4 separate regions of the Sus scrofa genome follow, and regions 2, 3 and 4 are each linked to region 1. A link is a contact called in public HiChIP or PLAC-seq and promoter capture Hi-C data. All regions are on one chromosome and are shown on one strand. The core of a region is the stretch at or near the end of the contact, and the rest is flanking DNA. Distances in the headings are between cores, read along the strand shown. Region 1 holds the start of CDK7 (cyclin dependent kinase 7). Region 2 holds the start of MCCC2 (methylcrotonoyl-CoA carboxylase beta chain, mitochondrial). Region 3 holds the start of BDP1 (transcription factor TFIIIB component B'' homolog). Region 4 holds the start of SMN1 (survival of motor neuron 1, telomeric).

Evidence for each region. Promoter capture Hi-C pulls out the DNA fragments that hold promoters and counts their contacts. HiChIP or PLAC-seq counts read pairs in DNA pulled down with a chosen protein or histone mark.
Region 2: an H3K27ac HiChIP or PLAC-seq map of alveolar macrophages shows a contact between it and region 1. The contact joins the promoter of MCCC2 here to the promoter of CDK7 in region 1. A contact is called at or near these places in 1 of 5 promoter capture datasets (fetal skeletal muscle), 1 of 47 Hi-C or Micro-C datasets (fetal skeletal muscle) and 1 of 2 datasets of contacts at active chromatin or transcription factors (alveolar macrophages).
Region 3: a contact with region 1 is called in a promoter capture Hi-C map of liver, with 4 times the contacts expected there. The contact joins the promoter of BDP1 here to the promoter of CDK7 in region 1. A contact is called at or near these places in 2 of 5 promoter capture datasets (fetal liver and liver) and 2 of 2 datasets of contacts at active chromatin or transcription factors (alveolar macrophages and skeletal muscle).
Region 4: a contact with region 1 is called in an H3K27ac HiChIP or PLAC-seq map of skeletal muscle, with 4 times the contacts expected there. The contact joins the promoter of SMN1 here to the promoter of CDK7 in region 1. A contact is called at or near these places in 1 of 47 Hi-C or Micro-C datasets (embryonic fibroblasts) and 2 of 2 datasets of contacts at active chromatin or transcription factors (alveolar macrophages and skeletal muscle).

The regions. Positions count from the first base shown.
Region 1 is chr16:47,406,310-47,413,699 of Sscrofa11.1, reverse strand. It overlaps CDK7 (cyclin dependent kinase 7), which reads right to left and starts at 3,432. Exons shown (of 12, transcript NM_001166314.1): 1 at 3,367-3,432; 2 at 2,954-3,013. The coding sequence starts at 3,432.
Region 2 is chr16:47,914,006-47,921,395 of Sscrofa11.1, reverse strand. It overlaps MCCC2 (methylcrotonoyl-CoA carboxylase beta chain, mitochondrial), which reads right to left and starts at 4,088. Exons shown (of 17, transcript XM_005672531.3): 1 at 3,796-4,088. The coding sequence starts at 3,924.
Region 3 is chr16:47,796,562-47,803,951 of Sscrofa11.1, reverse strand. It overlaps BDP1 (transcription factor TFIIIB component B'' homolog), which reads right to left and starts at 2,679. Exons shown (of 38, transcript XR_002339791.1): 1 at 2,207-2,679. LOC100517502 (small EDRK-rich factor 1) reads left to right here and starts at 6,373. Exons shown (of 3, transcript XM_003134027.5): 1 at 6,373-6,533; 2 at 7,312-7,390. The coding sequence starts at 6,527.
Region 4 is chr16:47,774,058-47,781,447 of Sscrofa11.1, reverse strand. It overlaps SMN1 (survival of motor neuron 1, telomeric), which reads left to right and starts at 4,130. Exons shown (of 8, transcript NM_001130735.1): 1 at 4,130-4,210. The coding sequence starts at 4,130.

The sequences.
Region 1 (7,390 bases), core at 2,183-4,682:
TAAGTTCAACACGATCTTTTTTAAAAGGATAAGGTACATCAATGATGCTTTAAAAGTCCAAGATGTAATGGTTGAAAGACTGCAGAATATGTAGCATATTTTTTCCTTTTTGTAAAGTTAAACATGTTGGCAAATGAGTGGGAGTAGGCAGTAAGTGTTGGGAGGGAGGTGACAACGTTTACAGTAATAAATAAATAATGTCTCAAGCTGGGAAGGGAGACCACTCAAGAAATGATGATATAAGCATATTATCTAAAGAAATGGAGGTAAATACCCCAAGAAACAGTTTTGGAGATGAAAGTGATTGCTCAAAGGAGTAAAAACCAGGAGTACAGACAGGAATGTTTGGCCTATTAACTGACTTTATAAAAAAAATACTTTGAGAAATAATTTAATTGGTTTGGTAGAAGGAGAAGTATTTCTGCTTTTTTTTTTAGATATAGTTGATGTACAATATTATATAAGTTTCAGGGGTACAACATAGTGATTCACAATTTTTTAAAGGTTTATTCCATTTATATAAAGGTTACATTCCATAAAACCACAAAGATATACTATTTGAAATAAAAATTAAAAGTTAAAGGAGGAGTTCCCGTCGTGGCGCAGTGGTTAACGAATCCGACTAGGAACCATGAGGTTGCGGGTTCGGTCCCTGCCCTTGCTCAGTGGGTTAAAGATCCGGCGTTGCCGTGAGCTGTGGTGTAGGTCGCAGACGCGGCTCGGATCCCGCGTTGCTGTGGCTCTGGCGTAGGCCGGTGGCTACAGCTCCGATTCAACCCCTAGCCTGGGAACCTCCATATGCCGCGGGAGCGGCCCAAGAGATAGCAACAACAGCAACAACAACAACAGACAAAAAGACAAAAGAAAAAAAAAAAAAAAAAAAAAAAAGAAAAAAAAAAAAAGTTAAAGGATATTCCACTATGAGTCACTTTCAAGGGGTAAAAGTCTATCACTGAGAAAAAAGATGGGAGTCTAAATTCTAATTTATCATAAAAGCAAACAAACAAGAAAACCACTAGGATTTTCAGAAAACCACAGAACTCAACATGCCAACCATGCGAAGAGATTGTATCTGTCAGTCAAGTCAATACTTTTTTTTGGGGGGGGCACACTCACAACATGTGGAAGTTCCTGAGCCAGGGATTGAACCATGCTGAAGCTGCAGCCTGCGCCACAGCTACTGCTGGATTCTTAACCCAATGCACTACACAGGAACTCCCAAGTCAAATACATTTTTAATGAGTGTCTGCAAATGTAGCCACAGTCCTAAATATAATTTGAGTGGTAGTAAATAGAAAATAAACTCATAGATAGAAGCAGTTTAGGTTTTGATAAATGCTATGAAGATAACAGAGAAGTATGGCAAAGAACACAAGGAAAAAGGGAGGCGCACCTGTTTTAGACTGAATGACCAGTAAGACCTCTATGTGCAGTAGATACCTGAGTGAGATATAAATAAGGAATCAGCCCTGTCAAGTTTTTCGAGTAAAAATATACTAACCCGAAGGCAGAGGAAATGTAATGATCCTGGGACTGGAATTAGTTTAACATATTCAAGGGACAGGAAGGTCAGTGTGGCTAGAATAAAGGGGTAGAATCGAAAAGATAACTTTATTATAAATCAACTATACTTCAATGAAACTTTAATAAAGTTAACTTTAAAAAGGATAAGGAGGAGTTCCCGTCGTGGCTCAGTGGTTAACGAATCCGGCTAGGAACCAGGAGGTTGCAGATTCTATCCCTGGCCTTGCGCAGTGGGTTAAGGATCCGGCATTGCTGGGAGCTGTGGTGTAGGTTGAAGACGCAGCTTGGATCCCTGCGTTTCTGTGGCTCTGGCGTAGGCCGGTGGCTACAGCTCCGATTGGACCCCTAGCCTGGCAACCTCCATATGCCTCAGGAAGCAGCCCTAGAAAAAGCAAAAAGGAAAATAAATAAATAAATAAATAAAAAGGATAAGGAAAGTTAAAGGTTTTACAAGGGAGCAGCTATGGCACTGGCTTACAGAACATGAATTAGAGATGAGAGAAGTGAGAAAAAGTAAAGAAAGATAACCATGGCAGGAATAATTGTGGAAAGGAAGAGTGGGAACCAGGTGCTAGGTGAACGAGAGGGATATGGTTTGATGGAGTCAGCAATCTGGAAGGAGAACCAGATTCAAAGCAGCAACAGCGGCAATAGGAACATGGAGGTCACCTGCATCACAGCTGTTGAAATCTAAGAAAAACAGCCTCTCTTAGGAGGGTTACTGATTTCAGCAGCATGGGAAAAGGCAATCAATCTGGAAGCAGGACACCTGGATCTAAATCCTAGCTTTAGCAATTACTATCTGTGTCATCTTGTTGAGTCACCTAATCTCTTCCCAGACACCTCAGGTGTAAATCAGGGATACTTTACCTACATCACTAGGCTTTTACGAGGGTTAAATGAAAAAAATGTGGATTAAAGTGCTCGGCATACACCAAGTCAGCGAAACATGACCCAAGTTTCTTGAAGGACTGCAAGTTAAAAAAAAACCACTAAAATCATTTTTTAAAAAGGCACCACATCAATGCCATTAATGCTGGCAAAAGCCTTTCACAGTCAATCTGTACTCAGAAAATACAGATATATAGAAAGTGGATGCAGGTAAGTCAGAAATAGGGCCTGGAAAGATTATTAAGTAATTATAAGGACCCAACAGGCTAGCAGTACTTGTCCCCTTTGCGAAGGTTTGAGTTACAATGCAAACATAATATAGAGCTTCCTCTTCATTTTAATTAACGGAACAAAAACACTGGTTCAACCTGAGTTCCATCTTGGAACACAAGACACTAAGAAATTCTCTTTTCTCTGAAAATAACATAAGTGACCTCCTCACTAGCAGAGCACGGTCAACAGTCGTAAAAAAGCCAGCCATTAGCTCACACATAGACACATCTTCAAGGAGACACGAAAAAAGAGCAAACTAACTCACTTTCTTAATGGCGACAATTTGGTTGGTGTTCTTGTCTCTGGCCTTGTAAACCGTGGCAAACTAGAGAGAAATACGGGAATAATGTCAGTTTGTTAAGATTTTTGCTTTGTGTTTGCTTTTTTACTTTTTTTAGAAGTTGCGAAGCAAGGGACTCAAGGGTTCTTGGAGCAAACTCGCGGCGGCTTGAAACGTGGTAGGGCCGTCCACGTTCCGTTCCAGACCATTCGTCGGAGAGGGCTACTCAGGGGCTCACCGCCACGGTGGACACAGGGCAGCAAGGGCGTCTGGGCAGCTTCCTCAAAGAGGACACGCAGCGTGCCCGTCTCCTGGCTTCCACGCGAAAACCTGCGAGGGTGTGAGGCGGCGCGGCGTTCCCGGCTCCGGGCCCACCGAACCCTGCCTGAGAGCCTCACCTGTCCCTCCCCGAGGAAGTCCAGCTTTTCATAACGCTTTGCTCGCGACTTCACGTCCACAGCCATCCGTCGCGCGGAGCCCTACTCCAGCTGAAGAGACTGAACTTTCAAGACAGCAGGAATTTAAAGCTACCTTAAATCCCCTCAACAGCCACTTCCGTCTACCCAGCGCCGACGCTTGCTTAGCTCCGCCCCCACTTCCGGGGTGGGCGGGGGATGCTGTAAGTAAGGCCGGCCCGAGGGCCGCAAGGCGGAAGCTGCGCCTGGTCGGGCTCCTGTGAGATTCTGCGCTGCGCCCCGCCCCGCTCCGCCTCGCCCTAACACGTGATCGCCCATTGTACCGGAAGGGGGGTTTTCTCGATGATGGGTAACTGTACCCTATTTTATCTTGGATATTTTCTTCCCTACCGAGGACGGGCCGGCGCTCTGATACGACGTTCCAGTTCAGAACTTAATAGGTGTGTATGAGGGTGTGTTGGCTTTGTCTCTGATTTCACTTTTTGGTTCTTGCTGGAGGGTGTCCTGTCTCCATGGTTACTGGGAACGCAGAAACCGACAATTTTAGATTACCTAAGCGAATGCCCAGTTCTTAAGGGCTGGTCCAAAGGCGTTTTTAATCCTTTATGAAGAAACACGCCCAGGCAGACACGTTCCAAGTCAACTAAACAAGTTTGTTCTGTGGAAAACGCTTCTGGTCATCAGTTTTTGACTCTGTAAGGTGAAGTAATAAACTACATCATAGGTGGTTGCAAGAATTAGATGAAACTTGCACAAAGTTTAGCCAAAGTGCTCAATTGTTATCTGTGATCAGTACCCAACTTTCTCATAGTTTTTTTGTTTGTTTGTTTCTTTTTGTTTTTTGTCTTTTGGGGGCCGCCCCCACGGCATATGGAGGTTTCCAGGCTAGGGGTCAAATCGGAGCTGCAGCTGCCAGCCCATACCACAGCCACTTCCGTCTACCAAGCGCCGACGCTTGCAGATATGAGCCACATCTGCGACCTACACCACAGTTAAAGGTTACGCTGGATCCTTTAACCCCCTGAGCGAGGCCAGGGAGAGAGCCTGTGTCCTCATGGGTACTAGATGGATTCTTTAACAGCTGAGCCATGATGGGAACTTCCTGATTCTCATAAGTTTTTATACAAATCTACAAACAAACACATTAATTCATTTATTCAACAAATGTATATTGAGTGCTTACTATGTGCAAGGCTCTTTTGGTGACGCTGAGAAATAAGCAGGGAAAGAAAAAGACTTGCCTTCTAATGGGAGGAAATAACAAGTGAAATATGCTATGATACCTAGTGATTAAGTGCTGCAAAAATAATAAAGCAATGAAGGGGGATAGAGCTAGTAGGGCTTGAGGTTTTAAACAGGGTGGCGTTACTGAAAAGCCAATACAGAGTTTTGAGTGGACAAGTAATAGCTGACTTTTAAAAGGTTCCCTTTTGCTGTTGTGAGAGACCACAATACAGACTTAGAGAAGCAAGGAAAAGCAAGAAGGCTAATTAAAGAATTATTGCAGTCATCCAAATGGCTGTACCAGGTAGAACCAGTTTTGCTTCTAGCCAACAGGATTTGCTGACAGACAACATAGATTGTGGGAGAAGGATAATTCTAAGCTTTTGAGCTGGAACATTTGATGCTTCTAAGAACCGAGAATCCTGACTTTTAAAGTTATATTGAAAACAGAATACAAAAGCTCATAACTTATTCAAGGTAATATAAATGTTGAGTCCTTGCTCTGGATCTAGACTACCTGCATATGAATATTGGCTCCACAAGTATTCATTCACTAGATTTATGATTTGGGCAAACTGACCTTTCTGTTGCTAGTTTCCTCCTCTATAAGAGGAGGTGGAGGAGTTCCCGTCGTGGCTTAGTGGTTATTGAATCCGACTAGGAACCATGAGGTTTCGGATTCGATCCCTGGCCTTACTCAGTGGGTTAAGGATCCGGCGTTGCCGTGAGCTGTGGTGTAGGTTGCAGATGCAGCTCGGATCCCGAGTTGCTGTGGCTCTGGCGTAGGCTGGCGGCTATGGCTCCGATTCGACCCCTAGCCTGGGAACCTCCATATGCCGCAGGTGCAGCCCTGGAAAAGGCAAAAAGACCAAAAATAAGAATAATAAGAATAATAATAGGAGGTGGAAACTGTGTTGCTGCAAGACTTAAATGAGTGCACACCTCAAAATCCCTTAGGATAGCATCTGACAGTGCTCAGTTTATGATAGCTATCACATAACTATTATTGGTCACCCAGCTCCTTATCACTATTTGGGTCTTTATTGAGCACTGATATATTTCATTAAGCAAAATTCTCCTACATCACCGAAAACACATTTATGCCACTTATATCTCTTAATAGTGGCAAGTCATACTTAATGATACATGCTGTCACATTACTTGGGTCACAGTTCCATGCTGTCACATTACTTGGGTCACAGTTCCTTCTAAAAGACATCACTGAGGAGTTCCCGTCGTGGCGCAGTGGTTAACAAATCCGCCTAGGAACCATGAGGTTGCAGGTTCGATCCCTGCCCTTGTTCAGTGGGTCAAGGTTCCGGCGTTGCTGTGAGCTGTGGTGTAGGTCGCAGACGCGGCTCGGATCCTGCGTTGCTGTGGCTCTGGCGTAGGCTGGCAGCTACAGCTCTGATTCGACACCTAGCCTGGGAACCTCCATATGCTGTAGGAGTGGCCCAAGAAATGGCAAAATAAAAAAAAATAAAATAAATAAATAAAAGACATCACTGAAACAGTACTCTAACCTCAGTTGTTATAGAAATAAATAGTGAGCTGTCGTTCCTGTTGTGGCTCACCAGAAATCAATCTGACCTGTATCCATGAGGATGCAGGTTTCATCCCTGGCCTGCAGTGGGTTAAGGATCTGGTGTTGCCATGAACTGTGGTGCAGGTCACATATGTGGCTTGGATCTGGCATTGCTATGGCTGTGGCTTAGGCTGGTGGCTACAGCTCCAATTCGACTCCTAGCCTGGGAACTTCTGTATGACATGGGTGCCGCCCTAAAAAAACAAAAACAAACAAAAAACTAGTGAGCTAAATTTGAGGTTCCCACACATGTCCTCACATATGAACTGATAAACATATTATACCATGCTGCTGACAGGTAAATTCCTATATTGGGACTTCTTTTTTCTCTTCCCCACAGCATATGGAGTTCCTGGGCCAGGGAACTGACCTATGCCAAAGCTGAAGCAACACTGGTTCCTTAACCCACTGTGCCAGGCCAGAGATCAAATCTGTATCCCAGTGCTCCAGAGATGCCAATGATCCCCATTGCACCACAGCAGGAACTCCAGGTGACATTTCAAATAGAGTAATCAAAGGCAACGTTTAAGCAATATTCTGGGTTCATTAGGTCACTGTGTAAATATAATACCATTTAGCATTTTACAGTTAGCAAAGCACTTTCACACATCAGTAGTAGCCAGCTTCCAAGATGGCCCTAATAACTCTTGGCCTTCCAATGTTGATGCACTTGTTTAGTTTCCTCATACAATGAAACAGACTGCTCTATAGAAGTGAATGTACCTTCTGAGTCTAGAACATAAAGAGGTATTGCTGCGTCTACTTGTACATCTGGGTCATTTACGCTGGGCGAAGTCAGCCATCATGTCATAAATTCACTCAGGCTGCCCTTGGAGAGGTTTACTTGGAGGGGAACTGAGACCTCCTGCCAGCAGCCAGCATCAACCTGCCAGTCAAGTGAGTGAGCTATCTTGGAGATAGACTGTCCAGCCCCAGGGAAGCTTTCAGGTAACTTTGGCCCCAGGTGGCATCTGGTTGCAACCTCATGAGAAGCAATGAGCACAGCTGCCCAGCCAAGCTGCTTCAGAATTCTTGACCCAGAGAAACCATGAGCTATTAAGGGATTATTGTTGTTTTTAGCCACTAAAGTTTGGGGTGATATGTTACAAATTCCTAATAATATACTGATTAGATCCTATCACACTGTATACTACTGGAGAAAAAACTCTTAAGTTGGACAAACTAAGAAATTTGCTA
Region 2 (7,390 bases), core at 2,839-5,338, 510 kb before region 1:
CAGACAAGGCTCAGATCCCACATTGCTGTGGCTGTTGTATAGGCTGGCAGCTGCAGCTCCGATTTGACCCCAGCCTAGGGACTTCCATATGCCACAGGTGAAGCCAAAAAGAAAAGAAAGAAAAGATTTCACCTAGGTGCACCCTTATATCCTGGAACCTCCAGCTACAAGCAATAAACTTTGAAGCAAACAACCTATAAAAGGGGAACAGAAGACAAAGCTATGCCTTGGATGGGAGATGGCACATAGGGGCACTGGCCACATTTTCTCTCTGCCCCATTTTCTTAGTAGCTCACTAATATGTTCATATATAATAAATAATAGTAATATGCACTGCCTGCTCTCACTTTTCCTACCATGTGTGCTTCGGAAAACCCAGGCACAGAAGGTTAAGGATCTAGCGTTGTCATTGCAGCAGCTTGGGTCACTACTGTGACACCGGTTCAATCCCTGGCCCAGGAACTTCTACAAGCCACACGTGCAGCAAAATAAATAAATAATTTTTAAAAAATTTTTTTAAATTACTGAAGCAAAAGCTGGTTAAAACAGATCATGAAATGACCTTGAGAAGAGGTGGAAAAGTGGCAAGAGTTAACATTCCTTGAGTTATTATTTCTTATAGTATTCCAGGCACTGTTCTCAGTTGTCATTAATTGTCTTGACAACTGTAACATACAATTATTAATGCTAGTACACAGATGAGGTAACTGAGGCACAGAAAAGCTAAGTTACTAGTTCAAGGGTCATTCAGCTAACAAGCAGTAGAAGTAGGATCTAAACCAAAGCTCACTAGCTCTAGAACCTTGCTCTTAAACCAACATGCTACAACATCTCTTCTGCCAACTGATAGGGCCACTGTTAACATTTTAGCTCATCTCCCTCCATGTTTTTCCCCCCTATGGAAATATGTTGTCAGTTTTAAAACATACATGAAATATTAAACCAGTGCATTTTCCTCTATACCACAGCTACTTCCCTATTCTGATTACTAGTGTACAGACTGAATCAGAACATAAAACATGTTACAGGAGTTCCCATTGTGGCGCAGGGGAAATGAATCTGACTAGGAACCATGAGGTTGTGGGTTCGATCCCTGGCCTTGCTCTGTGGGTTAAGGATCCAATGTTGCTATGAGCTGTGGTGTAGGTCACAGGCAAGGCTTGAATCCTGAGTTGCTGTGGCTGTGGTGAAGGCTGGCAGCTGCAGCTCTGATTCAACCCCTAACGTGGGAACCTCCTTATGTCGGCAGGTGGGGTCCTAAAAGGCAAAAAAAAAAAAAAAAAAAAAAGTTACATAGAGAAAGAAGGTAACATCTCAGGCTTACCCTCCCTAACCCCTAGCTAGCAGCTACCATCAAATGTATCAGCCCAGCCAGATGTCAGAAAGATGACAGACCAGGAGTTCCCGTCGTGGCTCAACGGTAATGAACCCAACTAGTAACCATGAGGACGCCAATTCAATCCCTGGCCTCGCTCAGTAGGTTAAGGATCCACTGTGGTGTAGGTCACAGACGTGGCTTAGATCTGGCGTGGCTGTGGCTATAGCTGTGGTGTAGGCTGGCAGCAACAGCTCTGACTTGACCCACTCTCATTCGACCCCAAACCTGAGAACTTCCATATGTCTCGGGTGCAACCCTATAAAGCAAAAAAATTTTAAAATTAAAAAAACAAAAACTACACAGACGGCAGACAGGAAGCTCTAGGCCTTCATTCTCCATTCTCCGCATAGAGACATCACAAAACAACTCCAAACTGGCTAATATATAACTTTTATAGGAGCTCTGGAAAACAGAGGCCTACCCCAACCAAAAAAACGCCCAGCCAAGAAGCTATATTCAAAATGGTGGGAAACCCATCGTCCACACTGCCACCACACTAATTATTCCATCAGGTCAGCAGGATCATGCCACTCCTCTACTTAAATACCTAAGCAGACAAACTGCAAAATGAAGCCCCAGTGTGGCTTCTGCACGTGTCTTCCCTCCTTCACCTGGGGACATCCGCAATCCCATCTACACCATGAATTCCATACTTGGCCAGACTGCCAAGACCACATTCCCCCTAACCACCTGCATAGGGTGGTACCTCTGTTCTCATGACTCCGACTCCTTTAATTTGTATAGTTTGTAGTTGCCTCCCATCCTCCATCCTTATTTTTATTTTACTTTTGGCCACGCCCACCACATACAGAAGTCCCAAAGGGCAGGGATCAAAATCCCGCCACAGCAGTGACAACGCCGGATCCTTAATCGCTAGGCCACCAGAGAACTTCCCCATCCTGAGCCTGGTCACTTATTACCCAGCTTGAGAGCCAACTCACATATGACTTCCTATCTGCAGCTTTCCATACACCACCTTATTAAGCTTTAGACACCACTTACCATGATGCACTGCTTTTTTGTCTATCTCCCCCACAAAATTAGGATCCCATTCCTATACATCTATACTATACACCTAAAATAGTGCCTAGACCACAGTAACCACCCAATGTTTCTGAATTAAATGTTCTCTCCTGATCCCAGGAAATTACAAGACTTTTGGAAGCCCTCATTGGATACTGTTTCTGCCTCAGCCTGCTGCTTTTCTTTCAACCTTACTGTTTTCCTAAAGGCAGGAATTATTTTAAATGTCTTAACTGAAAGTTATTTGCACAATTTAATGTTGTGGGGTTTTTTTGGGGGTTTTTTTTTGTCTTTTTTCTATTTCTTTGGGCCGCTCCCACGGCATATGGAGGTTCCCAGGCTAGGGGTCGAATCGGAGCTGTAGCTGTTGGCCTACACCAGAGCCACAGCAACGCGGGATCCGAGCCGCGTCTGTGACCTACACCACAGCTCATGGCAATGCCGGATCGTTTAACCCACTGAGCAAGGCAGGACCGAACCCGCAACCTCATCGTTCCTAGTCGGATTTGTTAACCACTGCGCCACGACGGGAACTCCTAATTTTTGTTTTTTTGTTTGTCTGTCTTTTCTAGAGCCACACCCATGGCATATGAAGGTTCCCAGGCTAGGGGTCTAATCGGAGCAACGCCGGGATCCTTAACCCACTGAGCGAAGCCAGGGATCAAACCTGCAACCTCTCGTTCCTAGTCGGATCTGTTAACCACTGAGCCACGACAGGAACTCCTGCACAATTTAATGTTATCTGTGTAGGCTTAGAAACCATGAGAGAGACTGAAAATTTCCAGCTCTGATATTTCACAAACCAGGAGTTGTCTCTATAACCTTGTGATGCCTCCCAAGTCCAAGAAAGACCATTTGAGACACATAAATGGTCTTAACATAGACCATTCTATTCTATTAACATAACCAACTATTTAAAGTCTGGGAAGCACAAGCCAGGGGGAGCTGTGCTAGGCCAGTGGTTCCCAAACCTGACAGCCACCAAGCCCCCCCCCCCCAACTTCATTAACTATGCAAACACTAGGACTCCACCCCGGAGACCAAAAAGATCCAGGGTGAGGATTAAGGCAGCTGTACTACGAACAAATTTCCAGGTGACAATTGCTAAACCAGGTTTTGAGAACAACTGATGGTAAAGATACAAAATACAGTACCACTGCTAAAAGGGAACTAAAATGTATCTGATTTTCTCTTGCAAACTTCAGGAATCCCTAGCGCGTCCCAGAATCCTGATGGGATCCAGAGAACAAAGCAGCCGCTGTTAAAGTGAGCCCATCCTCCACCCGCTTCCCAGTCCAGCCAGTGCCTCGGCCCGTCGGTCCGGCCCTGGAGGACAAGTGGAAGACGAATCACTGACTCAGGCTAGGTCCTCCAGGCCGCTCACCCAGCCTTACCTGGTAGATGGCAGAGCTAGAGTCTGGTTGAGTGCCCAGTGCGACCACGGAAGCCCCATGATAGGCGCGCAGCGTGGAGACAGGGACGCGGGCGCACGGCCTCAGGGCCAACCTCAGGGTAGCCCACATGGCAGCGGGCACAAAGGCAGGAAGGAACGCGTGAGAGCCGCCTGCGCCGATTCGGAGCCCAAGCTTCCCCCTTCAACTCCCCGTCTCGAGGCCACAGCTCCACTCCGCTCCAGGCAGCCCTAACTCGCCTGAAACCTCCCAGATTCTCAAGTCGACCTCCGCACGTGCTGACGCACGCCGTCCGTGATTGGTCGGCCTGAGCCCCACGCCCCCCAACTCAGCCAATAAGGGACAGGGGTGCAGCCCACGAGGCCTGTCGTATCGCGAGCCTGTGGAGACGCGCCTCCTAAGACGCTGAGCTGAGAGTTGAGAGCTGGGCTAGGTTTCCTTTCAGTCGGTCTCAGCTCTTTTGCTATGCACCATTTTCTTCTTCTCCTGCAGACAGAAAGGACATTGCGGGACTTGAAAAAGCTTATCTTATATGAGAGCTGGACACTGAACAAGCTGCCCTAAGAAATTAAACTCTTTATTCATCCATTCAACAAGTATTTCTTTTTCTTTTTTTTTTTTTTTTTTTTGTCTTTTTGCCATTTCTTGGGCCGCTCCCTCAGTATATGGAGGTTCCCAGGCTAGGGGTCTAATCAGAGCTGTAGCTGCCAGCCTACGCCAGAGCCACAGCAACGGGGGATCCGAGCCGCGTCTGCAACCTACACCACAGCTCGCAGCAACGCCGGATCCTTAACCCACTGATCAAGGTCAGGGATCGAACCCGCAACCTCATGGTTCCTAGTTGGATTCGTTAACCACTGAGCCATGACGGGAACTCCAACAAGTATTTCTTAGGTGTCTTCTGTCAGGTGCTCTTCGGGAGCTGGGGATACAGTGGAGAACAGGCACAGTGCCCTCCTTTATAAAGCACAGAGATCATGAACAAGTAAATTAAAAACTCTAAGAGTGATAAATTACAACTTGGATGTACATATTTTATATATGTTTTATATAGGATTATAACATTTCTAAAACTTTGCCTATAACAAATCTGGGCTTCTTATCCACTGGACAATGAGAAAAAATCTTATTTAGTCCACTTAAGTCTGAGACATTTTCAATTAGTTTTATACATGATGTTAGATAAAGGCCTGGCTAAATTCCTTAGTATATGGGTACCAAGTTTTCCCAACAACATGAAGAGACAGTCCTTTCCCCATTGAATAGTCTTTGGCTCCCTTGTCAAAAAAAAAATTTTTTATCAAAAATTATTTCGCATGCAATGGTTTTTTTCTGGACTTTCTATTTGATTCCATTGGTCTGTATGTCTGTCTGTATACCAGTACCACATAATTTTTATAGCTGTGGCTTTGTAATAAGTTTTTAAATTATTAAGTGTGAGTCTTCCAGCTTTGTTCTTCTTTTTCAAGATTATTTTGCCTATTGTTTTGTAATTGCTTTTGTAGTTTCCTTTTCAGGTTGTTCATTATTAGCATATTTAAATGCAGGAGTTCCTATTGTGGCTCGGCAGTTTATGAACCGGACTAGCATCCATGAGGACACTGGTTCCATCCCTGTTCTAGCTCAGTGGGTTAAGGATCCAGCGTTGTGATGTAGGTCACAGACGTGGCTCAGATCCACTGTTGCTGTGGCTCTGGCGTAGAGGGATGGCTACAGCTCCAATTGGGCCCCTAGCCTGTGAAACTCCATATGCTGCAGGTGCGGCCCTAAAAAGACAAAAAAAAATAGACAAAAAAACCCTCAATTTTTAACTGTGTACTGCTCTTTTGCAGAATTCATTAGTTCTAATTGTGTGTGTGTGTACATAATCTTTAGGGCTTCCTGCATGTAATAAATCATCTGTGAACTGTTATAATTTTACTTTATCCTTTCCAATATAAATGCCTTTTATTTCTCATTCTTACCTAATTGCTCCAGCTAGAATTTCTAGTACTATATCAAATTAAAATGGTTAAAGTGGACATCCTTAGCTTGTTACTGATCTTAGAGGAAAAGATTTCAATTTTTCACCATTAAGTATGATATTTGCTGTGGGTTTTCCCCATGTGGCTCTTATGATGTTAAGGTTAGTTTCCTTCTAGGTTTGTTCAGTGTTTTTTTCATTTGTTTTTGTTTTTTGCTTTTTATCCTTAGTATACATCTGGTGTTGCCATGAGCTGAGGTTTAAGTCCCAGACATGGCTCGGATCTGATGTTGCTGTGGCTGTGGCGTAGGCCATCAGTTGTAGGTCTGATTTGACCCCTAGCCTGGAAACCTCCATTAGCCACATGTGTGCCCCCCCCCCCAAAAAAGGATGCCAAAGCATAGAACTAACAAAAAAATAATTCATATCCTACCTTCAATTCAACTAGAAGATATATGGGAGTTCCCACTATGGCATAGTGGGTTAAAAATCTGACTATGGTGGCTTGGGTCATTTCAGAGGAACAGGTTTGATCCCCAGCCTGGTACAGTGAGTTAAAGCATCCAGAATTTCCACACCTACGCCTCTGAATCAGTCCTGGCCCAAGAACTTCCATACGCTTCGTGCGTGGCCATAAAACAAAACTAGGAAATATATGAAGGCAGTAGGCAAAAATAGGAAGAATAGTATCCATAAGGACTCAGGTTTAATCCCTAGCCTTGCTCAGTGGGTTAAGGATTCTGTGTTGCCATGAGCTGTGATGTAGGTCACAGACGTGGCTAGGGTCTGGTATTGCTGTGGCTGTGATGTAGGCCAGCAGATACAGCTCTGATTCAACCCTAGCCTGGGAACTTCCATATGCCAAGGGTGCGGCCCTAAAAAGACAAAAATAACTAACTAAATAAATGTCCATTGAAATGCAAACATTTAGATTAGATAACCCAGGAGTTCTTTTGTGGTGCAGTAAGTTAAGCATCTGACGCCTTCACTGCAGTGGCTTGGATCATTGCTGTGGTGTGGGTTCAATCCCTGGCCCAGAAACTTCCACATGCTCAGGTGCAGCTAAAAAAAAAAAAAAAAAAAAAAAAAAGACGTCAAGATCCTAATGTTTAGCACTATATCCAATCTCCTGGGATAAACATTGAAGATGAATGGATAAGATTTTATGTGTGCGTGTGTGTGTGTAAATATATATAATGGAATACTACTCAGTCATAAAAAATAATGAAATAATGCCATTCACAGGAACATGGATAGAACTGGAGATTCTCATACTAAGTGAAGTAAGTCAGAAAGAGAAAGACAAATACCATATGAATATCACTTATCTGTGTAATCTAAAATATGGCACAAATGAACCTATCTACAGTACAGAAACAGACTCACAGACATAGAGAACAGACTTGTGGTTGCCAAGGGGGAGGGATGGATTGGGAATTTGGGATTAGCCGATGCAAACCAGTATATATAGGCTGGATAAAAAACAAGGTCCTACTGTATAGCACAGAGAACTATATACAATATCCTATAATAAACCATAATGGAAAAGAATACAAAAAAGCATATGTGTGTGTATATATGAGTGTGTGTGAATCACTTTGCTGTACAGAAGAA
Region 3 (7,390 bases), core at 1,430-3,929, 390 kb before region 1:
AATAAATAAACTCTTCACTTAAAGAAAGTAGTAAGTCCCTGGAAATTATATATATTATAGTTTAGACTAGATATAATATTTCAGGAATGGCCTTAAGAGGATATAAGTCAAGAATTAAAACCAGGGAGTTCCCTGTTGGTGTAATGGTTACTATTCAGCACTTTTGCCTCTGGGACCCAGGTTCAATCCCTGGTCTGAGAACTGAGATCCTACTTTAAGCTGCTGTACCTTGTGGCCAAAAAGAAAAATAAATAAAAGCAGTCTACTGTTTTCATGTTAGGATTAGTTTAATATAAAAGTGGAATATGCCTAAACCTATAAAATAACCTTTCCAGAAAGTATCCAAATTAAACCCTTATCTCAGCCCTAATAATGTGATACCACCTGCATTTTATCCAGTTAAGTTGAATGCATAAAAGGACAAAACATACACCCTATAGGTTTTTACAATTAGTAAAGACCCACTTAGGAGTTCCCGTCGTGGCGCAGTGGTTAACGAATCCGACTAGGAACCATGAGGTTGCGGGTTCGATCCCTGCCCTTGCTCAGTGGGTTAATGATCTGCCTTTGCCGTGAGCTGTGGTGTAGGTTGCAGACACGGCTCGGATCCTGCGTAGGTTGCAGACACGGCTCGGATCCTGCGTTGCTGTGGCTCTGGCATAGGCTGGCAGCTACAGCTCTGATTAGACCCCTAGCCTGGGAACCTCCATATGCCTCGGGAGCGGCCCAAGAAATAGCAAAAAAAAAAAAAAAAAAAAAAAAAAAGTAAAGACCCACTTAAAAAAGGATAAAAAACAAAGTATATTTACTAAATGTCTACTCTATGAAAGCAATACCCTTAATCTTAAATGTCTCAAGACTACACTTATATTATCGATAATCATGCATTCACATGTAGTTAACAGAATCTCTGTAAACTTTATTACTTTAACAGTAACTGGTATTTGTAGTCCATTATTGGGAGAAATTGTGAAATAAATTCTTGTAAGAAACTTGGAAATTACTAAGCATCACTAAGCTATCAAAATAACATTCTATACCCAGCACCAATTAAGGCCAACAGAAAAAATCAAACCAAAAAAGAAAGGAGTAAAATCGTCACCTTCCTATCACAATAGAAAAAAAATTTATGCCATCTCACTGTCATTTAATGGGGTTGGTTTTCCTTGGTTTCCTCATATTTAGAGTATAAAAACAGAGATCAGGGAGTTCCCATTGTGGCTCCATGGGTTTCGAACCTGACTAGTATCCATGAGGATGCAGGATCCCTGGCCTTGCTCAGTGGGTTAAGGATCCAGTGTTGCCATGAGCTGTGGTGTAGGTCACAGATGTGGCTTGGATCCGGGTTGCTGTGTCTGTGGTGTAGCCTGGCAGCTACAGCTCCAATTTAGTCCCTAGCCTGGGAACTTCCAAATGCGGCAGGGGTGGCCCTAAAAAAAAAAAAAAAAAAAAAATCAGAGACCATTAGTAACTCAACATGTCTTAACTTTAATTACTTTGTTCCATCACCTTTAAACACCTAAAGGTAGGTAACTATTCTGCCATGTTCTATGCAAGACAGTTTATATCAGTTATCTTTAATTTTTACAATAACTCTCCAAAGCAGGTTATGTTATCCACATTTTGCATATGAAAAAACTCTGCCTGGGCGAAATCCATGAATTGTTAAGGAGAAGAATTCTGAATCCAAATGTAGTACATGACACATGCTTTTCTGTTCAGAAAACATGGTCACTATAGCTAAAGGGCCACAGCCTCAAATTAAAACAAATAACCAGACTTCCTTTCCGTTGACATAATGTAGAATCAAGTAACACTCCTCTTCTTTTAAGAATAATTGTTTTTAATATTTTTTTAAAAACTTACACCAGCAAAGTATTCCAAAAGAATGAAAACCGTGGTGATCTAAACGCTCCAATGACTACATGTGGATATTCTTCACCTCATAACTGTTATGTGCGGATTCCTCCCGCCACCGCTTTAAGACATGGTCCCGTCTCAAAGAATCTATACTCGGTAACAAAATCCACGCTTCCCACACCGTGTGGTCAGAGTGACCAACTGCAGTTTGCAGTGTGTTCGGCGGTCTCAACTGCCAGGCTTAGTGCAAGCGAAAGAGTACTTATTCATAAAGTTTCTTTACTCCGCTTCCAGGTGACACGACAAGGGAGGAGTAGACGAAAACGCTGCCTCTGCAAGTCCTTACCTGCTCTTGGGAGTCTTTTCTTGAGGTTCTGCCTCCCCAGAATCCACCGGAGGCACATCTGTAGGTTCCGCTGGCTTCGGGACAGAGGCCGCGGCAGGCTCTGGCGGCCTGGGAGCCTCTTGTTCACGCTGGGGATTGGGGGCAGTGGAGCCCCTGGCGCCCGCTCCAGGCCTGACATTCGGCTTCACGCTAAGGCGTGCCCTGCGGAACATGGCGGAGCCAGGGGGCCCGGGGAGGCGGCCCCACGGCCGCTCTCAGCCCCGAGCCCCGGCTGCTGCCCAGAGAGGAGTTTAAGAACTACGCTCTTGCCACAGAGCCACACTACCAGCCGAACAGACAGCTACCGCAGTTTCACGCTCCCGCCGCCGCCTCGGATCTCCCGCCGCCGCCTCTTCTTCATGACCCTACTACACTAATTGCCAAGTTTCCCTCAGCACCTTGAATCCCCGCCCTCGGAGGGCGCCGGAACTGACTGCGTCATCACCCAACGCCGCCGGATGGCGTAAGACGTAGAGCGCCCGGAGCCATGGTAACTGTCAAGCTCTGGAGCCTGGGTTATCTGAGAACGGGAAATGAGAAGCAGCGCTGGCGTGCTCTTCGCTCTCCTTAGGAATTGTTCAAAAGAAGAGGTAGTCAATCTATCAGCTCAGACTTTTACAAAACTCTTAAAGTCGCTGGCCGTTTTTGTTTGTAGAGGATTCTGTAGAGCACTGCCTGCTCATCAGCACGTCTCTAAGCCTTAAAAATTCTTTTTTTTTTTTTTTTTGCTATTTCTTGGGCCGCTCCCGCGGCATATGGAGGTTCCCAGGCTAGGGGCTGAATCGGAGCTGCAGCCACCAGCCTACACCAGAGCCACAGCAACGCTGGATCCGAGCCGCGTCTGCAACCCACACCACAGCTCATGGCAACGCTGGATCGTTAACCCACTGAGCAGGGGCAGGGACCGAACCCTCAACCTCATGGTTCCTAGTCGGATTCGTTAACCACTGCGCCACGATGGGAACTCCAGCCTTAAAAATTCTAAATTGAGGAGTTCTTGTTGTGGCTCCACGGGTTAAGAACCTCAGCAGTAACTATGTCTAGTCACTTATGATGGAGCACGATGATGTGAGAAAAAAGAATGTATACATGTATGTGTAACCGGGTCAACTTGCTGTACAGTAGAAAATTGACAGAACAGTGTAAACCAGCTATAATGGAAAAAATAAAAATCACTATAAATGAAAAAAATTAAAAATAAGGAAAATTTGTGAACTACAAAGATAAATAAATAAATAAACAAACAAATAGAACGAACCCCACTAGTATCCATTGGGAGGCTGGTTCCTTCCCTAGCCTAGCTCTGTGAGTTAAGGATCCTGCAAGCTGCTGCCTAGGAAGCAGATGCGGCTGGATCCAGCAGTGGCAGTAGGTGGGCAGCTTCAGTAGGCTGGCAGCTTCAGTGTGCCTTCCATATGCCACAGGTGCTGCCCTAAGGGGGAAAAAAAAAAGTTGAGCGTGTCTGCCAGAGATAACTAGAGACTTAAAATTACTATGACACTCTTAAGACTTTACAAACTTGGATGTGTATCAAAAATCTTATGATTTTATATATTTAATAGTAAAATTAAATCTGACTCTGTTTCCATCCCTTTACAAACAGGAGATTTAATCTCAGTTATTACTTACTTTTTTACCTGCAGAACTGGGACTGCCATAGACTCTTGGGTAAGAAAGGCCAGTGCCTTCTGTTTATACCAGAATATGCTGTACAGAGCTGTTTGGTTCTGGCAGTAACTCTAATATTCCTGAGATATTTTTGGCAGGAATTATTTTTGTCAAGTTCTTGAGCTTCTTTAGGTGTGTTTGAAGTCGCTGTTCAGAGTGCCGGAGGGAGCCTACAGTATAGCCTTCTCTTCTCTATGCTTTCACTCTTGCCTTCCTATTCTCAAAAACATCTAAAATTGTCTCTCTTTCTAGATGACCTAGCAATCTTTTCAATCAGTTCAAGGTTTTATTCCCCAGGCATTTTGTTATTAATGTAACAGGTGTTCTTGTAGAATTTTCTTCTCCTTCCAAAAAGGAAGTCAGGCTTCTGTTTTCCATGAGTCAGGGGACTTGTATTGCAGGTTCAAACACTGGCCCATAATCCATAGAGCCAGTTTCATCTCCAGACATTTTCCTTCTAATTTTAGAGGAGTTCCTGTACTACCCTACATAATGTAAGCCAACCTCTCATTAATTTCTGTCATATTACCCTCTAAATTTGTGTCATTGTATTTAAAAATTCTTATATTGTCTTGTTCATTTGTTGAATCTTCCTCTTCTCTTCAGAATGCCTTGTTTATTGCCCTACTGCTCCTTCCTGAAGCAGATTAAAAATGCTCGCATTAACTTATAAAGTCTCAACTATAATAATTTTTTTTTCTTTTTAGGGCCTCATTTACAGCATATGGAGGTTCCTGGCTAGGGGTCGAATTGGACCTACAGCTGCTGGCCTACACTACAGTCACAGCAAGGAGGGATCCAAGCTGTGTCTGCAGCCTACACCACAGCTCATGGCAACACTGAATCCTTAACCCACTGAGTGAGGCCAGGGATTGAACCCGCAACCTCATGGTTCCTAGGCAAATTCGTTTCCGCTGCACCACAATGGGAACTCCTAACTATAGTAATTTTTGAGCAGGTATTACAGCCACATTAAAAAGTACAGGAGTTCCCATCATGGCTCAGAGGTTAGCAACCCAACTAGCATCCATGAGGATGCCGGGTTCAGGGTCAGAGGTCACAGATGCCACTCGGATTCCAAGTCACTGTGGCCAGGGCGTAGGCCAGAACCTGTATCTCTGATTGGACCCCTAGCCTGGGAACCGCCATAAAAAAAAAAAAAAAAAAAGTACACAAGGAAGGAGTTCCTGTTATGGCACAGCAGAAAAGAATCCGACTGGTATCCATGAGGACGAGGGTTTGATCCCTGGCCTCGCTCAGTGGGTTAAGGATCGGCATTGCCGTGAGATGTGGTGTAGGTTGCAGACGCAGCTCAGATCCTGTGTTGCTGTGGCTCTGGCCTAGGCAGGCAGCTACAGCTCTGATTCAACCCCTAGCCTGGGAACTTTCATAAGACAAAAAATAAAAAATGAAAAAAATAATAACCAACAAATTAAAAGCCTTACAAAATAGGATAATTTTAGGGTGTCCAGACTAACTCTACCCATTTTTCAGTTTGTAACAATTAACAGAATAGATGAAGATAATAAATACCAAGCATCTTTACATGTCTGCATCTAGCCATGACAGATGCTCCACCGCTTTTCAGTAGGTTTAAGGTAATTCTAGGCTATTCTGAATTCCTGGTAATACTACATTCCCTTCCATTCTTTCCCCATCACACAACCCAAGCACAGAGCCACGGAACTCCCAAAGTACTGTCCACCCTGACAAAGCATTGGGATAAAATAGGAAATGAACAGACTTGAGAGAGTCTGTTTTCAACTTGAATCTCACTTCTGCCTCACTGCACTGCTCCCTGCCTAGTAGATCTGTCGCTTCTGGTCTCAGTCTCAGTTGCTTCTTCCAAAAAAACGAGAACAATTAAGACCACCTTGCAAGCTTGATGGGTGAATAAAGAAGTAAGGGGCCAATACCACCTTTCGCAGAGCTAACATTCAATCTATCTATTCTGTCCCCTTCCTCTCTTTCTCCCCTCTGAAACGTGATGAAAGATCGCCCAGGACATATGGAAGTTCTTGGACCAGCGGCAAATTTGAGCCGCAGTCGAGACCTATGCCACATTTGTTTCCAGATTCTTAACCCACTGCTGCGGAATAGAGGATCCAACCCCTTCCGCTGCAGACACAACACGGGCTCCTTAACCCGCTACGCCACAGCGGGAACTCCTAGATATTCTAACTTTTAATGTCGCTACCCCAAAAATGGGGGCTGGTCAAGCCCCAGTTCGCTGTACGCAGAGAGGAAAGTCCACACACGCCTATCCCTCTCTCAGACACAGGCCCGCTTTCTGAACTCTACCAAACTTGCACGGCGGAACGACCCTGGCAGCACACTACTCTCCGCTGCGGCGGATCCGCGGCCCGCGCCAGGGACCGCACCGCCCCGCACCCACGCACCGCACCCCCGCCCCGCCGCCAGCGGCCGCGCAGGCGCAGTCCCTCTCCGGCCAAGCCGGCTGCTGTCTGGGCTTGGTGGGCGGGGCGGTCGACCTCTCTCAGGAGTATCCCGCCGCCGCGGGCTCTGTCTCTCAGATCTACCAGTGGGCACGGCTGCTGAGCGTGCGAAGTCGTTGTTTTTCTAAGTAGCTCTCTTCCAAGCTCAGTGGTCAGCATGGCCCGTGAGTGTGCAGACCGGTAGAGGAAGCCGCAGGGAGCGTCGGGCTAGGAAGTCTAGCGCAGAGGCCCAGCGGGCGGGAGGCGGGGGCCGGCTGGTGAAACCCGTTCTGTCCGGCGCAGTGGGGACCCGGTTTGCAGTGAGATGGGAGAGAGGGAAGGTTGGCTCCGGTCCAGCCTGAAAGGTCGGACAGGTATCTGCCCCTCCGATACAAGTTTACACAGCAAGGAGCACCTCCCTGGAGATGGCAGCCCTGGGAGGGGTCTTATTTTGGAGGTGACTTATAGCTGGTGCTTAATACTTAAAAAGTCGAGAGGCCTAATGAGGACCAGGAATTCTGAGTCTCTTCCCTCGTTCTTTTGTTTGGCCCTTGCAGGTAATGTTTTAGTAGCATCTGTCTTCGCTTGCTTAACAATTGAATTATCGTGGGCCAACTTGTGTGAGATGTGGTCTGTGATGTATCTTTCACTCTCCACCCACACTTCTCAAAAGCCAGAACTTATTTTGAAATACTGGCCCATATAGACAGACAACTGGAATGCCTGTTTGAAGAGATCTGGTATTTATAGGTAGTGAACACCTTAACTAGTATAATAATATTCTTAAGACCTTAAGTGTTTACCTCTTAGCTTCCTCCTTGTCGTCAGATCCAGGAACACCATTCAAGGCCATTCTTTGCTGGCTTACCACTTAAAAAGCAAACTTCAGATGCATTTAAATAAAGGCCTTAGAATGGAATTATTAATTTTGTAGATGGGAAAATAGCATGACTGTCTTCCTAGGTGGAAATCAACGAGAACTTGCCCGCCAGAAAAACATGAAGAAATCGCAGGAAATTACTAAGGGAAAAAGAAAAGAGGA
Region 4 (7,390 bases), core at 2,881-5,380, 370 kb before region 1:
GTTAACCCACTGAGCAAGGGCAGGGACCGAACCCGCAACCTCATGGCTCCTAGTCGGATTCATTAACCACTGCGCCACGACAGGATCTCCTTAAATGTACATTTTGATTGACCTTCACATACAAATGATTCCACCCAGATGATGATATATGGACATTTTCAGCACCTTAACCATCCCATTAGATAATATTCCCATACATTAGTTATGCCTTTTGTTGAATTTCATGTAAGTGGAACCATCCAGTATGTACTGTTGTGAATTGGGCTTCATTTGTTCAACATTATGTCTGTGAGACTCCTCTGACTTGACATAGCAGTAATTCTTTCATTACTGTGTACCAGTCTGTTATATGAATATACCATAATTTAGTTATTCATTGTATTTTTTCATGGCTATTTGGATTGCTTTTAGTTTGAGGCTATTACGAATAATTCTGTCATCACACACACACACACACACACACACACATGGTGGTTATAAGCACATCTCTTTTTTTTTTTTTTTTTTTGGCTGTGCCTATGGCACGTGGAAGTTCTGGCGCCAGGGAATCAACTCACACCACTGCTGTAATCAGAGCCACAGCTGTGACAACACTGGATCCTTAACCCTGCTGAGCCACCAGGGAAATCCATAAGCACTTATTTCTATTGAATATATACCTGGAAGTTGAATTCTTTATACAGCATACAGATATATGCTATATAAAATAGTTGTGTATTTCTCTCAATGCTCATGCAAACGTGAATAAATATACATATAATTAAGGGCAGTGGGGTATTTTCTAGAGCTGCTATAACAAATTACCACAAACTTGATGGCTTGCAAAAACAGAAATTTGTTCTCTCACAGTTCTAGAAGCCAGAAGCTTAAAATTGAAGTGCAACCAGGGACATACTTCCTCTGAAGATTTGCAGGGGGGAATCCTAGCTTGCCTCCTCCAGCTTCTAGAAGCTTCAGTTATTACTTGGCTTGTGGCAGCATAACCTCTCTCTGCCTTTGTCTTCATGTCACCTTCTTTTCTCTTCTTCCTGTCTCCTCTATTTTTTATTTTTATTATTATTATTATTATTATTTAGGGCCGCTCCCTCAGCACTTGGAGATTCCCAGGCTAGGCGTCTAATCTGAGCTACAGCTACAGTCTAATCACAGCTACAGCAATGCTGGATCATTAACCCACTGAGTGAGGCCAGGGATCAAACCCGAAACCGCATGGTTCCTAGTTGGATTCGTTTCCACTGCACCATGACAGGAACTCGTCTCCTCTTTTCTAAGGACATTTGTCATTGGATTTAGGGCCCACTCTTAATTCAGGATCAATTAATCAATTAATCTCATGTCAAGATCAAAGGTGTCTCATTGACATATCATTTTGGGGGCCATCATTCAACCCAGTACAAGAGAGTTTTTTTAAAGACAAAAATAGAAAACTTGGTTGTAACTTGGTACTTCTTTTTGGTTGCACCCTCAGCATGCAGAAGTTCTGGAGCCAGGGATTGAACCCTCACTACAGTAGTGACAATGCTAGATCCTTAACTGACTGAGCCACTAGGGAACTCTGTAACTTGATACTTTCAGTAGCCATGGCTACAGGTCAGTATGTAGAAATCTAACCATGGTATGGGTGTACAGTAATTTTCCAGTCATCTCCTTATTCATGGACAATCAGGATATTTGTAGGCTTTTGTCGCTATGAAGAATTCTGTTACATCGTCATACTTACCCTTACGTACTGGTGCTTTTATTTCTATAAGACTAAATTCTTAAAGGTAGGATCCCCAGGGCAAAGGTATTGTTTGTAATAAAGTTATTTTCCAATAAGAAGTCAGTACTTCATATCCTCATGCCCTTGATAATATTAGATTTTTTTTTCTTTGGCCATGCCCAAAACATGTGGAAGTTCCTGGTCAGGGATCAAACCCATACCACAGCAACCCAAGTGACTGCAGTGACAACACCAGATCCTTAACCTGCTGCACCACAAGAGAACTCCACATTAGATATTATTATTATTTTGTCTTTTTAGGGCTGCCCCCGCAGCATATGGAGGTTCCCATGCTAAGGGTCTAATCGGAGCTGCAGCTGACGGCCTACAACACAGCCATAGCAACACCAGATCCACCTGCGTCTGCGACCTACACCACAGCTCATGGCAACGCCGATCCTTAACCCACTGAGCCAGGGATCCAACCTGAAACCTCATGGTTCCTAGTCGGATTTGTTTCCTCTTGTGCCACGCTGGGAACTCCCACATTAGATATTATTAATCTCTAGTAATTTTGCCAACTTGAGTGAGAAATGTTATCTTAGTTTTTAATTTGCAATTCCCTTACCATAGAGGTTGAGCATTTTTTCACATTTATTGGACATTTGGATTTTCTTTTTTTGTTAAATATCTATTTTCTCTGCTTTATGTTTTTTGTTTCTCTTAGTCTTCACATGTAGTTACCACTGCTGTGTATGTTTTTATAGATTTTTATAGAAATTGAGATTTTTAGTTAAGGAATTTACCCAAAGTCACCCAGCTAGAAAGTGGGAGGTTAAGGATATGAATCCAAACAGATTGAATGCAGAGCTTCCAGAGTTTAGACATAGTTTCATATTTATTGCCCCCCCCCTTTTTTTTCTTCTACGAGTAGCTTGTTTTCCTGTTTTTACCTCTATTTGACAAGCTTTTCTTTTCTTTTTTGGCTGCCCCGCAGCATATGGAGTTTCTGGGCCAGGGATCAGGTCCAAGATGCAGCTGTAATCTAAGGTGCACCTTTGGCAACACCAGACCCTTTTAACCCACTGTGATGGGCTGGGCATCAAACCTGTGTCCCGGTGCTGAAGAGACACCTCGGATCCCATTGTGCCATGGGAACTCTGACAAACCTTTTTTTTCCCTAAATGTAAAAGAATATTAGTTAAAAAAAAATCACTAAAATAGCCAAAGCAATCTATCCCTGGCCCAGGAACTTCCACATAATCCACCTTGACCCCTTGCCGCAGGTGCCAACAACAAAAAAAAGTTACTAGAGATTTGGGAGACGAAATAGTAATCTAAATGTTATGGTTGGAAAGTGCTTAAGGCATGTTAGATTAGATTCCAGGCAGCTGTGTAAACGCTGTGCCTGTACCCTCATCTTTCAAAGGGAATAAGAGCCCCTAATTCACAGCATTGTTGTGAAAAGAAAAAGTACATAAAACACACAAAAGCACTTTTAAACAGGTAGCTGTATTATTATTGGTTACCAATGGACTGATTTTTTTCTTCCTGCTAACTTACCCATACTTTCCTTTTTTTTTTGTCTTCGTAGGGCCCCATCCGCGGCACATGAGGGTTCCCAGGCTAGTGGTCCAACCATAGCTGTAGCTGCAGGCCTTCGCCACAGCCACAGAAACATGGGATCCCAGCCATGTCTGGGACCTACACCACAGCTCACAGAAATGACCCATCCTTACCCTTCTGAGCAAGGCCAGGGATGGAACCTGTGTCATCATGGATGCTAATCAGATTTGTTTCCGCTGAGCCACAACGGGAACTCCTTACCGGTATTTTCTAAATGACCTAGAAGAAATATTATTTACCTAAGAGAATGTGTTGTTTAAGACAATAAAACCCGGAGTTCCCTTTGTGGCGAACTGGAAACCAATCTGACTAGGAACCATGAGGTTGAGGGTTCGATCCCGGGCCTTACTCAGTGGGTTAAGGATCTCGCCTTGCCGTGAGCTGTGGTGTAGGTTGCAGACGCGGGTCGGATCCCGCGTTGCTGTTGCTTTGGTGTAGGCCGGCGGCTACAGCTCCGATTAGATCCCTAGCCTGGGAACCTCCATATGCCATGGGAGCGGGCCTAGAAATGGCAAAAAGACAAAAAATAATAAATAAAATAAAATACAAAAACCCTGGATGAATCACCCCACGAACAAACATAAAGGTGAAATCAAAAAATTGAGAAGATCCAGAGAAGAAACACCAAAGCGGCCCGCGATTGGAGCAGGCGGGGCCAGCGCTCCTAAAGCGCTGGTTGTTACTCTCTCCAGCCCGCGGTCTGCAAGCCGCCATGCTCTTCCGCTCCCAGAGGCCCGGTGGCGGAAGTCGTCACTCGCGGAGGGACTGAGCCCACGCCGCGCACCCAGCAGTAGGCGCGCCATGGCGATGGGCGGCGGTGGCGGCGGCAGCGGTGTTCCTGAGGCGGAGGACTCGGTGCTGTTCCGGCGCGGTGCAGGCCAGGTGAGGCTGCGGCCGGCGCTACCTCCGACCAGCGTCCCCTCCTCGCCCTCAGCTCCTTCTCCGGCCAGTCCGCTTACTGCCCAGGTCGTGGTGGGCATGTTTCTAAGACTTTACCCATTTGGGAGCCTCAACCTCAAATTCCTTCCTCTGGCAGTTAGGGCTCGTTAATGACTTTGAGCCAGTGCCACACCGCTACTTGCTTGTACCTTGGCTTGTCCATCCCTTTTTCTCACTGGAGGGTGTGCGGGGTCAGACCAGGGTGAAGCGGCGAAACCAGTTAGTCTGTTGAAATGATCCAGGTGTTAGCTGTGAATGACAAAGTACTTGGAGTCTAGATGTATTTTGAAATCACAGGCAACAGGTTTTGCTTATGGATTCGGTAATAAAGGTTTGAGAGAAGAAAGTCAAAGATAACTCCGAGATTTTTCTGAGCAGTTGAAAAGATGAAGTTGCCTTTTACCTAGATGGGGAAGACTGCAAGTAAGCAGGTTTATAAGGGCGAAGGTTAGAATTCATTCTTGGGTGAAATGTGATGGGGGCGAGTTCGAGAATCGGAGAGGAGAAATTTAAGGCAGCGTTTGTAAGCAGATATTTCAAGATTTATTCTAAGTACTGGAAGGTAGAAAATTTGACCAGTAGAGGGAGAAGGAAATGAGATAATGGGTATTCTTAATTGTGTTTGTGCTTGTTTTTAAAGTGGGAGAGATGTTTCAGCATGTTAGTGGGCTAATGGAGATCCAGTAAGGATGGGAAAATTGATGATGCAGGAGAGAGAAGAGAATGACTGAAGCAATGTTCTAGAGTAGGTAGGAGGGAATGGATTTGGCCTTTGTTATAAATATTGACAGTTCATGTGGTGATAGTTATATGAATACAAATTTGTGTGGATGGGCAGGAGATTGTGAAAATTCTGTTTTGATTGATGCTGTTCTCTCAGTAAAAGAAGTGAGGTTATTAGCTAGTAAAGACAGGGCAGGAAACAGGTGTTGGTGGTTAGAGAGGAGGAATGGTAGGAAATGTTGCTAGGCAACATTAAAGGCCTACTTCAAAATCCTAGTTGTCAGCTTAAAGGAGGCTAGACAGCATGATTGTGTTTTTCTCTAGCTAAATTCAAATTCAGGTGTGTGAGGGCAGACAGAATAAATGAATGTTTGAAGTTAATAGGGTTGTAATTTTACCATGTATGAAGTGAGGCAGGGGAGAGGGTACAGGGTGTTATCCTGATGATTGACCATGGAATTTAGCTGGCTAAGAAAGGAAATGAGGACATTAGGATGGTGAGAGAAAAAGTGAGAGAACCAATGTTTTACCAATTCCAGGGAAGTAGAATAATTGTCATCATCAGGCTACTAAAAGGAATGAGTTGCAGAGCCTGGAGGGTGGTGGTTGAAGAGTAGGATTCTTGCCGTTAACTTATGGAGAGGTTGTAGTTAATGGTTATAATAAAGAAGATAGAAATGAGTAGCTGAGACTGGGTGCTGTAAAAGATCATTGGAGTTCCCATCGTGGTTCAGTGGAAATAAATCTGACTGGTATCCATGAGGACATAGGTTTGATCCCTGGCCTTGCTCAGTGGGTTAAGGATCCAGTGTTGCTGTGAGCTGTGGTGTAGGTCACAGGCGAGGCTCGGATCTGGCGTTGCTGTGGCTGTGGTGTATGCCGGCAGCTGCAGTTCCCATTTGATCCCTAGCCCAGGAACTTCCATGAGCTTTGGGTGAGGCCCTAAAAAGACACCCCCCCCCAAAAAAAAGTTGTTGGTAGCAGAAATTTTAAAGACCTAACAAGGATATGGTACCGCAGAGATCATCTACATGGTTTTTTATTTTATTTTTTTTTATTTTTATTTTTTGCCCCCATACGACATATGGAGTTCCAGGGCTGGGGATCAGATCCAAGGCACATTTGTGACCTGTATTGCAGCTGGGTTAACACCAGATCTTTTAATCCACTGTGCTGGGCCTGGGATCAAACCTGCATCCTGGTGCTGCAGAGATGCCTCTGATCCCATTATGCCAGAGCAGGTTTTTAAGTTACCAAAAATTACAACAGGAGTAGTGTTGGAGAGAGTACTGGGATATTAAACCTCAAAGAATGAAAAGGAGCAACCCACGAGACTGTAGGTGATTACAATAAGGAGGACTGTGGACAGTGGAGTTTGGTGACAAGATTTTCAAACCTGAGAGTTTTTAGGAAGGAAGAATAATCTGGAAGTGGAAGTGAAAGTCAGGAAGATTCCCTCCCCACCTCTGGTGCAGTGATTTGAGGGATAGGGAGGAGAAAACATTTCATTTTGAGATAGCTGCAAGGAAAGAGGTGGGCTACTCTTAGTGACTGAGAAACATATTTAACGGTGGTCCTAATGATCTGTTCTGGTTACTGTTGTTATGTAACAAATCACCCAAAACTTACGTGGCTTGAAACAGTAATCTTTTTATTATCTCTTACAGTTCTGAGGATCAGGAATTTGCAAAGGCCTTTCTGGGCAGTTCTCTTTCAGACCTTTTGTGCATTTGCATCCACGCAGTAGTCAAATAGCTGGGGACTGAGCAGCTAGGGATTGAAAAGCCATTCCTTTTCTTCTTGTCTCAGCTTCTCTATGTGGTCCCAATATGTGGGATGGTTTGGATTTCCTACACGCCTTTGTAATCTTTCCCTTTTATTCATGCCTCCTCATGTCTTGTCCCCAGACAATTGCCTATCCGTTTTCTGTTACCATAGATGAGTCTGCATTTTGTAGAATTTTTACAAACGTGGAATCTTTTTGGCTGCTGCTATTGCTGCTGCTGCTTTTTTTTTTTTTTTTTTTTGGCCACGCATACAGAAGTTCCTGGGCCAGGGCTCAAACCCAAGCCACAGCAGTGACAGCTCGGAATCCTTAACTGCTAGGCCCCGGGGAGCTTCCTGTTTGGCTTCTTTTACCCAGCATAGTTATTTTGAGTTTCATCCACTTCATTGTATATATCAGTCATTCATTCCTTTTCATTGCTCTAGGATCCTGTTGCATGGATGGATATGCTTCAGTTTGTCCATTCACTTTTCATGAGCATTTGGGTTGTTTTCAGTTTGGGGCTGTTGGAGATAGAACTGCTGTAACTATAGTGTAGAAGAAGCCTTTGTATGGCCACATGCTTGCATCTCTCTTTGGCAAACACCAAGGTAATGGAATAGATTCATTTTAGT